2 separate regions of the Xenopus tropicalis genome follow, and region 1 is linked to region 2. Evidence: chromatin contacts called from public Hi-C data. All regions are on one chromosome and are shown on one strand. The core of a region is the stretch at or near the end of the contact, and the rest is flanking DNA. Distances in the headings are between cores, read along the strand shown.

Region 1 (4,376 bases), core at 784-3,283, 120 kb after region 2:
ATCATCTACGTATGGTTTGCACATTTTCAGTTAGCCTTGAATTTGGCATAAATAAGAGTATGTACGTATGTATAACTTTAAGATAAAACACTACAAGGATACGCAGCACTGTACAATCTTATACCCATTCCCACACCTTGTGTCTGAACCCTTTCTCCTTGTAGATTGTAAGCTCTTTTGGGCAGGGCTCTCTTCCCCTCTTGTATCGGTTATTGATTGCTTTATATGTTACTCTGTATGTCTCCTTGTAGATTGTAAGCTCTTTTGGGCAGGGCTCCCTTCACCTCTTGTATCGGTTATTGGTTGCTTTATATGTTACTCTGTATGTCTCCTTGTAGATTGTAAGCTCTTTTGGGCAGGGCTCTCTTCCCCTCTTGTATCGGTTACTGATTGCTTTATATGTTACTCTGTATGTCTCCTTGTAGATTGTAAGCTCTTTTGGGCAGGGCTCCCTTCACCTCTTGTATCGGTTATTGGTTGCTTTATATGTTACTCTGTATGTCTCCTTGTAGATTGTAAGCTCTTTTGGGCAGGGCCCTCTTCCCCTCTTGTATCGGTTATTGATTGCTTTATATGTTACTCTGTATGTCTCCTTGTAGATTGTAAGCTCTTTTGGGCAGGGCTCTCTTCACCTCTTGTATCGGTTATTGATTGCTTTATATGTTACTCTGTATGTCTCCTTGTAGATTGTAAGCTCTTTTGGGCAGGGCACTCTTCCCCTCTTGTATCGGTTATTGGTTGCTTTATATGTTACTCTGTATGTCTCCTTGTAGATTGTAAGCTCTTTTGGGCAGGGCTCTCTTCACCTCTTGTATCGGTTATTGGTTGTTTTATATGTTACTCTGTATGTCTCCTTGTAGATTGTAAGCTCTTTTGGGCAGGGCTCTCTTCACCTCTTGTATCGGTTATTGGTTGTTTTATATGTTACTCTGTATGTCTCCTTGTAGATTGTAAGCTCTTTTGGGCAGGGCTCTCTTCACCTCTTGTATCGGTTATTGGTTGTTTTATATGTTACTCTGTATGTCTCCTTGTAGATTGTAAGCTCTTTTGGGCAGGGCTCCCTTCACCTCTTGTATCGGTTATTGGTTGCTTTATATGTTACTCTGTATGTCTCCTTGTAGAGTGTAAGCTCTTTTGGGCAGGGCTCTCTTCACCTCCTGTATCGGTTATTGGTTGCTTTATATGTTACTCTGTATGTCTCCTTGTAGATTGTAAGCTCTTTTGGGCAGGGCTCTCTTCCCCTCCTGTATCGGTTATTGATTGCTTTATATGTTACTCTGTATGTCTCCTTGTAGATTGTAAGCTCTTTTGGGCAGGGCTCCCTTCCCCTCTTGTATCGGTTATTGGTTGCTTTATATGTTACTCTGTATGTCTCCTTGTAGATTGTAAGCTCTTTTGGGCAGGGCTCCCTTCACCTCCTGTATCGGTTACTGATTGCTTTATATGTTACTCTGTATGTCCAATGTATGAAACCCACTTATTGTACAGCGCTGCGGAATATGTTGGCGCTTTATAAATAAATGTTAATATTAATAAAATAATAATATACAAAATTACACAAGGGGGGACAAGTATTATAATAAATGCAATAAATAAGTATAAATGCACATAGATTAAGTGCCTTGTGGTATGAGACATAGTAGGAAGGAGATCTCTGCTCCATGGAGCTTACAATCTAAGTGGGAACTTTCCAAATTTATGTATAATTATATTAGCCAAGATGGTATGGGTTCCATGGGTTAGCTAATAATAACAGTACTGAGACTTTTCTCCATTTTTCTCCTTTTCCCGGTTCCATATAACACTGGTGCACTGTACTGTGGGTATTTGTGTCTGTAGTGGCACATCGCTCAGGCTCCTGGGGGCCCTCCTGTTCTTCCTGCTTTGAGCTGTGTGTCCCTATCATGTTACTGTGCAGCTCCAGACTGACAGGCCCTACACACCCGGCTATCAGTATATCAGCCATTGTATTTGATGGCGTTTGTGGTTTCCTTGGAGAGTCCCTGCTATTGTCCGGCCAGCCGGTGTGCAGGGGAGGGGGGGCAGTCGTCAGTAGCAGCTCTGTTTACACGTTGCACACTGGGCCATGTCTGCCCCACGCCTGGGACAAGCTGAGCCCTAAGCTCCTGCGGGTGCAAAGCTGCCATCATGACAAAACTTGCACAGAAAGGTAACGTACTAATTCAGGGAAAAATTCTTCCCCTAAATTTTAATTGTTTTTTATATTTAAACTAAGGGGGGGAGTAATTGCAGACTGAACTTGGGAACCCAGTAATGTTCCCGGCAGTTACACCTGTTCTGCTATTTATCATCATTTCCTTGACTGTCAGAAACTTTTTTAATGTACTGACCAATTTATCAATTTATCAGAACATTTTGGCACCATTGAGGTTAACGGGTGCCTGTGCCTCCCCCACAGCATCACCCGTCTAAATACTAACTCCCCCCCCGGAAAATTCATGGGGGGAGAAATTATTATTGGTTTTGCTCCAGCAAAGAAATTACATTTTTTAAATCTAAAACTATGATTAAAATAAATAATGCATTCTTTTAACATAAATACAAGTATGGGATCTGGTATCCAGAATGCTCAGGACCTGGGGTTATCCGTATAAGGGGTCTTTTCATAATTTGGGATCTCCATACCTCCAATCCACAAATGGAACGAAAGCGCCCGAAAGCATTTTTTTCGTAATGATCGGTATTTTGCGATTTTTTCGTCACCGTCACGACTTTTTCGTAGCCGTTACGAACTGCGCGAATTGTCGCGACTTTTTCGTAGCCGTCGCGAAAGAATCGGAAAGGTTTGCCCGCTGTTTACTAACGCTCAATACAAAAAAGTCGCGACAATTCGCACAAGTCGTAACGGCTACGAGAAAGTCGCGACAATTCACGAAAAAGTTGTGACGGCGACGAAAAAATGTTCGTTTCCAATCCGATTCATTCCCATTCGGGATTCGGATTCGTGGATTAGTAAATCAGCCCCTTAGTTTACTAAAAATCATTTAAACGTTAAATAACCCCAATGAATTATTTGATGAAAATGGAGTCTATGGGAGATGGCCTTCCTGTAATTAAGAGCCTTCTGGATAACAGGTTTCTGGATAATGGATCCCATACCTGTATAAAAATAATTTCAATGAATATTTATATTTTTAGTATATATGCACTGTGGTAGCTGAAACTATTATCATGTATAGGTAAATAGTAGCAGGTTTTCCAGTATCCAGTTAAAATCGCTTGAATTTGTTTTCTGTGAGAAATTTTTGAATTATAGGCAGTTATAGGAAATTTTCATTCTGGGGAGAATATTTTCTATCTCCATTTTGTGTGGTAACACATTTTGTAAAATGCAGGAAAAAAAATTACCAAAAAAAAAAAAATGAAAGTTTTGGGAGTTTTTAGCCATGTGAGTACATTTGCCCTAAATGTATGTACTGCGGGTCCTTTTAAAGGGGAGGTTCACCTTCAAGTTAACTTTTAGTATGTCATAGAATAGCTGATTCTAAGCAACTCTGCAACTGGTCTTCATTTTTTCTATTTTATAGTTTTTGAATTATTTTCCTCTTTCCAGCTTTCAAATGGGGGTCACTGACCCCGGCAGCCAAAAAACTATTGCTCTGTGAGGCTACAATTGTATTGTTACTGTTATTTTTTATTGCTTGCCTTTCTATTCAGGCCCTCCCCTATTCATATTCCTGTCTCTCATTCAAATAAATGCCTGGTTGCTAGGATAATCTGGACTCTAGCAACCAGATAGCTGCTGAAAATCCAAGCTGGAGAGCTGCTACATAAAAATATAAATAATTCAAAAACCTGCTGACCCACATCTACACCCGCATTTGGAAATCCTACCTGCAACCCTCCGTCTACCTGCTTTTCTTTTGGGTAACCCACGGGTACCCAACCCACTGCACGACTCCAGCCATCACACTGCAATTCTAACAATATGCACTGCATTGTGGGTAAATGAAATTTACAGTAGGTTCAGGTACTACTGTCTAATAAAGGACTGAAGCTTTATTTACCTCAAGGCAGGGCCCTTTGGTGGGAGTTTAACTTGGGGTTTGTGCATCTACAGAAATAAGATCCTGGGGGGCCTTTTATTATTGCTGCTGAGTGACCCACCCCAACCCACCAATTGACAGAACCTGTTTTTAATGCTTTGCAGTTGCAGAAGACAATAAGGTTCCGTATCCCCCTGGTGGCGAAGCAGTTTCATTGCAGCCTGCTGACTATAAGACCACTGGGGTGAGAAAACATGGAGTTGCTCTGCCGTCTATTAACTACCCGGTGCCCTCATATCCCAAGTAAGTCTGCCTCTTTCTTCTTTAGGGTCATAAAGTTAACCCAATAAACCCAGCTCCCTGTGCTGC
Region 2 (4,541 bases), core at 343-2,842:
ATGTCATTTACACGGCCCCCGCTGTGTCCTTACCCCTGGCTACTACCTGTCTGCCGTAGCGTGGTTTTTGGCCCCAGCGCATCATGTGACCGCGTCCCACCGGCCGATCCTAATGACACATTGTCACTGAGGGGCCGAGGACAACACTGAGGCATACAGGTAGTAGCCTGGGGAGAGGATGTGCCGAGCCCCAAACTGTAGTCCGCCCCCCAACAGTCTGAGAGACCGTGAACTGGCCCCCTGTTTAAATAGTTTGAGGACCCCTGCTCTATGCCATTAGTACCCTTATATCAGCTCCCCAGGGCAGAGGTTGCCTAGGGCGCCCGGTTGGCTTGGCCGTGCCTGCAGTTAGGTGGGTCCTACAAACAAAGTACAAGGTACATGGGCACAAAAGAACCAACAGCTGCCTTGGGGAGATGTAACTCTGTAGCCTTTACTTTAATGACTATATTTGTGGGCGACCCATGATGTGGATATTACTCATTTGCTCCTATTATAGTTTAGCTGCACACCAACCTGGGGGTCTTACCCTTGGGCAGCCCATTCGTTTCCCCGCAGTTTCACTATGACTCCCCTCACGTCCCATAGATCGGATCAAAGGGTTTCCATTTTCTCATTTCCCATAAACGAACGGGAAAATCACAGTTGTGCAAGCGATATTATTCAAGTGTTTTGTTCAGGAAGCGTATGATTGCTCCCAGCGATACTCCCCCAATAGCAGAATGGATGGGCCCTGACTCATTCATTACTTTTCTGCAGAAAAATGCACCGAAATGGTAACAGTCCGACTCTTGGTAATAGAAACCTGTCATCAGTTTAACAGGCCATTCCCTTGAAACTATTACTGTGTTGAGATTCAGATGAGAAGCGACTTTAAGCTGCGCTATTATAAAATAGAAAATAAAAAAACTCCAACCTTTGCACCAACTTGCTTATTGGTTAGCTGCGGGGCTGCTTTACTAAATGGCAAAAAGGGGGGCCTGGAGCCCAGCTGGACTGGGACCCACAAATGCATTAAATGATAAATAAAAAATATGGAAATAAAAATAAAAAAATTCAGTGTACCGTGGGTGGATCGAGCCTATCTTATTGGCCTATTCGGCTGAATCTTTTGCAAAGGATTTAGGGTTCGGCTGGATCCTACAATTGTGAATTCGGTGCATCCTTAGTATAAAGAGCATTGTGACTGGGGTCTGGGAAATAGATAAAGGGGGGGTCTGACCATTGGGGTATTGACCCACCAGTACCATAAGCCAGCCAGGAATAGCTAAGAGATAAGTAAGGTCAGGTCAAAGGAAACAGCTCCACAGCAGTTTATATTTTATTTGTAGTAAATTCTACTTGGTATCTATTGTGCTTAAGGGAACATCAACTGGAGCAGCCCGGGAAACAACACTGGAGCTGAGGTGGAAATAATAATATACCATAGTCACTTATAGGCTGCTCTTTAATGGAAAACCAACCATATCTAGTCTGTCTGTAATATTAGCCACCCAGGCTTTCATGTATGAGCAGCGGGTGCTCTGTCTCCATCAGCTGAGTGTAGGTAAATGGAATGCTGAGAGCATAATGGCTGTTTACAGTGATTCTCACAAATAGGTCCCTGCAGGGTGGGGAAAAGAAATGGGCTGATTATATCTGTAGGATTCCTCCTGTGGAGTTGTACAAGGAACCTGGAGATCTCAATCAAACCTAAAGAACTCTATGGAAAGAATCCTATTGATATAATCAGATCGAGACATTCAGAGAAGGTAAACAGACACTGCTTGGGCAATTACAGACCCTAGTGTGTGTGAATGTGATAGGGACCTTAGATTGTAAGCTCACTGGGGCAGGGAATGTGATAGGGACCTTAGATTGTAAGCTCACTGGGGCAGGGACTGATGGGAATGTGATAGGGACCTTAGATTGTAAGCTCACTGGGGCAGGGACTGATGGGAATGGGATAGGGACCTTAGATTGTAAGCTCACTGGGGCAAGGACTGATGGGAATGGGATAGGGACCTCAGATTGTAAGCTCACTGGGGCAAGGACTGATGGGAATGGGATAGGGACCTCAGATTGTAAGCTCACTGGGACAGGGACTGATGGGAATGTGATAGGGACCTTAGATTGTAAGCTCCACTGGGGCAGGGACTGATGGGAATGTGATAGGGGCCTTAGATTGTAAGCTCACTGGCGCAGGGACTGATGGGAATGTGATAGGGACCTTAGATTGTAAGCTCACTGGGGCAGGGACTGATGGGAATGTGATAGGGACCTTAGATTGTAAGCTTACTGGGGCAGGGACTGATGGGAATGTGATAGGGACCTTAGATTGTAAGCTCACTGGGGCAGGGGCTGATGGGAATGGGATAGGGACCTTAGATTGTAAGCTCACTGGGGCAGGTACTGATGGGAATGGGATAGGGGCCTTAGATTGTAAGCTCACTGGGGCAGGGGCTCATGGGAATGTGATAGGGACCTTAGATTGTAAGCTCACTGGGGCAGGGACTGATGGGAATGTGATAGGGACCTTAGATTGTAAGCTCCACTGGGGCAGGGACTGATGGGAATGTGATAGGGACCTTAGATTGTAAGCTCCACTGGGGCAGGGACTGATGGGAATGGGATAGGGACCTTAGATTGTAAGCTCACTGGGGCAAGGACTGATGGGAATGGGATAGGGACCTCAGATTGTAAGCTCACTGGGACAGGGACTGATGGGAATGTGATAGGGGCCTTAGATTGTAAGCTCACTGGGGCAGGGACTGATGGGAATGTGATAGGGACCTTAGATTGTAAGCTCACTGGGGCAGGGACTGATGGGAATGTGATAGGGACCTTAGATTGTAAGCTTACTGGGGCAGGGACTGATGGGAATGTGATAGGGACCTTAGATTGTAAGCTCACTGGGGCAGGGGCTGATGGGAATGGGATAGGGACCTTAGATTGTAAGCTCACTGGGGCAGGTACTGATGGGAATGGGATAGGGGCCTTAGATTGTAAGCTCACTGGGGCAGGGGCTCATGGGAATGTGATAGGGACCTTAGATTGTAAGCTCACTGGGGCAGGGACTGATGGGAATGTGATAGGGACCTTAGATTGTAAGCTCCACTGGGGCAGGGACTGATGGGAATGTGATAGGGACCTTAGATTGTAAGCTCCACTGGGGCAGGGACTGATGGGAATGGGATAGGGACCTTAGATTGTAAGCTCCACTGGGGCAGGGACTGATGGGAATGGGATAGGGACCTTAGATTATAAACTCACTGGGGCAGGGACTGATGGGAATGTGATAGGGACCTTAGATTGTAAGCTCACTGGGGCAGGGACTGATGGGAATGGGATAGGGACCTTAGATTGTAAGCTCACTGGGGCAGGGACTGATGGGAATGGGATAGGGACCTTAGATTGTAAGCTCACTGGGGCAGGGGCTCATGGGAATGTGATAGGGACCTTAGATTGTAAGCTCACTGGGGCAGAGAGAGATGGGAATGTGATAGGGACCTTAGATTGTAAGCTCACTGGGGCAGGGACTGATGGGAATGTGATAGGGACCTCAGATTGTAAGCTCACTGGGGCAGGGACTGATGGGAATGTGATAGGGACCTTAGATTGTAAGCTCCACTGGGGCAGGGACTGATGGCAATGTGATAGGGACCTTAGATTGTAAGCTCACTGGGGCAGGGGCTGATGGGAATGGGATAGGGACCTTAGATTGTAAGCTCACTGGGGCAGGGACTGATGGGAATGGGATAGGGACCTCAGATTGTAAGCTCACTGGGGCAGGGACTGATGGGAATGGGATAGGGACCTTAGATTGTAAGCTCACTGGGGCAGGGACTGATGGGAATGGGATAGGGACCTTAGATTGTAAGATCACTGGGGCAGGGACTGATGGGAATGTGATAGGGACCTTAGATTGTAAGATCACTGGGGCAGGGACTGATGGGAATGTGATAGGGACCTTAGATTGTAAGCTCACTGGGGCAGGGACTGATGGGAATGGGATAGGGACCTCAGATTGTAAGCTCACTGGGGCAGGGACTGATGGGAATGTGATAGGGACCTTAGATTGTAAGCTCACTGGGGCAGGGACTGATGGGAATGTGATAGGGACCTTAGATTGTAAGCTCCACTGGGGCAGGGACTGATGGGAATGTGATAGGGACCTTAGATTGTAAGCTCCACTGGGGCAGGGACTGATGGGAATGTGATAGGGACCTTAGATTGTAAGCTCACTGGGGCAGGGACTGATGGGAATGGGATAGGGACCTTAGATTGTAAGCTCCACTGGGGCAGGGACTGATGGGAATGTGATAGGGACCTTAGATTGTAAGCTCACTGGGGCAGGGACTGATGGGAATGGGATAGGGACCTTAGATTGTAAGCTCCACTGGGGCAGGGACTGATGGGAATGTGATAGGGACCTTAGATTGTAAGCTCACTGGGGCAGGGACTGATGGGAATGGGATAGGGACCTTAGATTGTAAGCTCCACTGGGGCAGGGACTGATGGGAATGGGATAGGGACCTTAGATTGTAAGCTCCACTGGGGCA

What was found. Hi-C and Micro-C count contacts between places; a contact is called where the count stands out from the background.
Region 1: a Hi-C map of neurula embryo shows a contact between it and region 2, with 2.3 times the contacts expected there. The contact joins the promoter of spats1 here to the enhancer-like site in region 2. A contact is called at or near these places in 3 of 5 Hi-C or Micro-C datasets (brain, neurula embryo and tailbud embryo).

What each region holds. Positions count from the first base shown.
Region 1 is chr5:146,066,119-146,070,494 of UCB_Xtro_10.0, forward strand. spats1 (spermatogenesis-associated serine-rich protein 1) reads left to right here and starts at 2,034. Exons shown (of 7, transcript XM_002935988.5): 1 at 2,034-2,170; 2 at 4,172-4,310. The coding sequence starts at 2,149. All of the region lies in intron 1 of LOC116411091 (a long non-coding RNA gene), which reads right to left.
Region 2 is chr5:145,946,654-145,951,194 of UCB_Xtro_10.0, forward strand. It overlaps a transcript of eva1a not described here. Among named protein-coding and RNA genes, the nearest start is that of sbk1l, 24 kb to the left of the region's middle. Within about 2 kb of position 1,593, at least 1 of the 11 cell types and tissues checked has an H3K27ac peak or open chromatin away from gene starts, as enhancers often do. A contact at or near this core is called in neurula embryo, where this site is marked.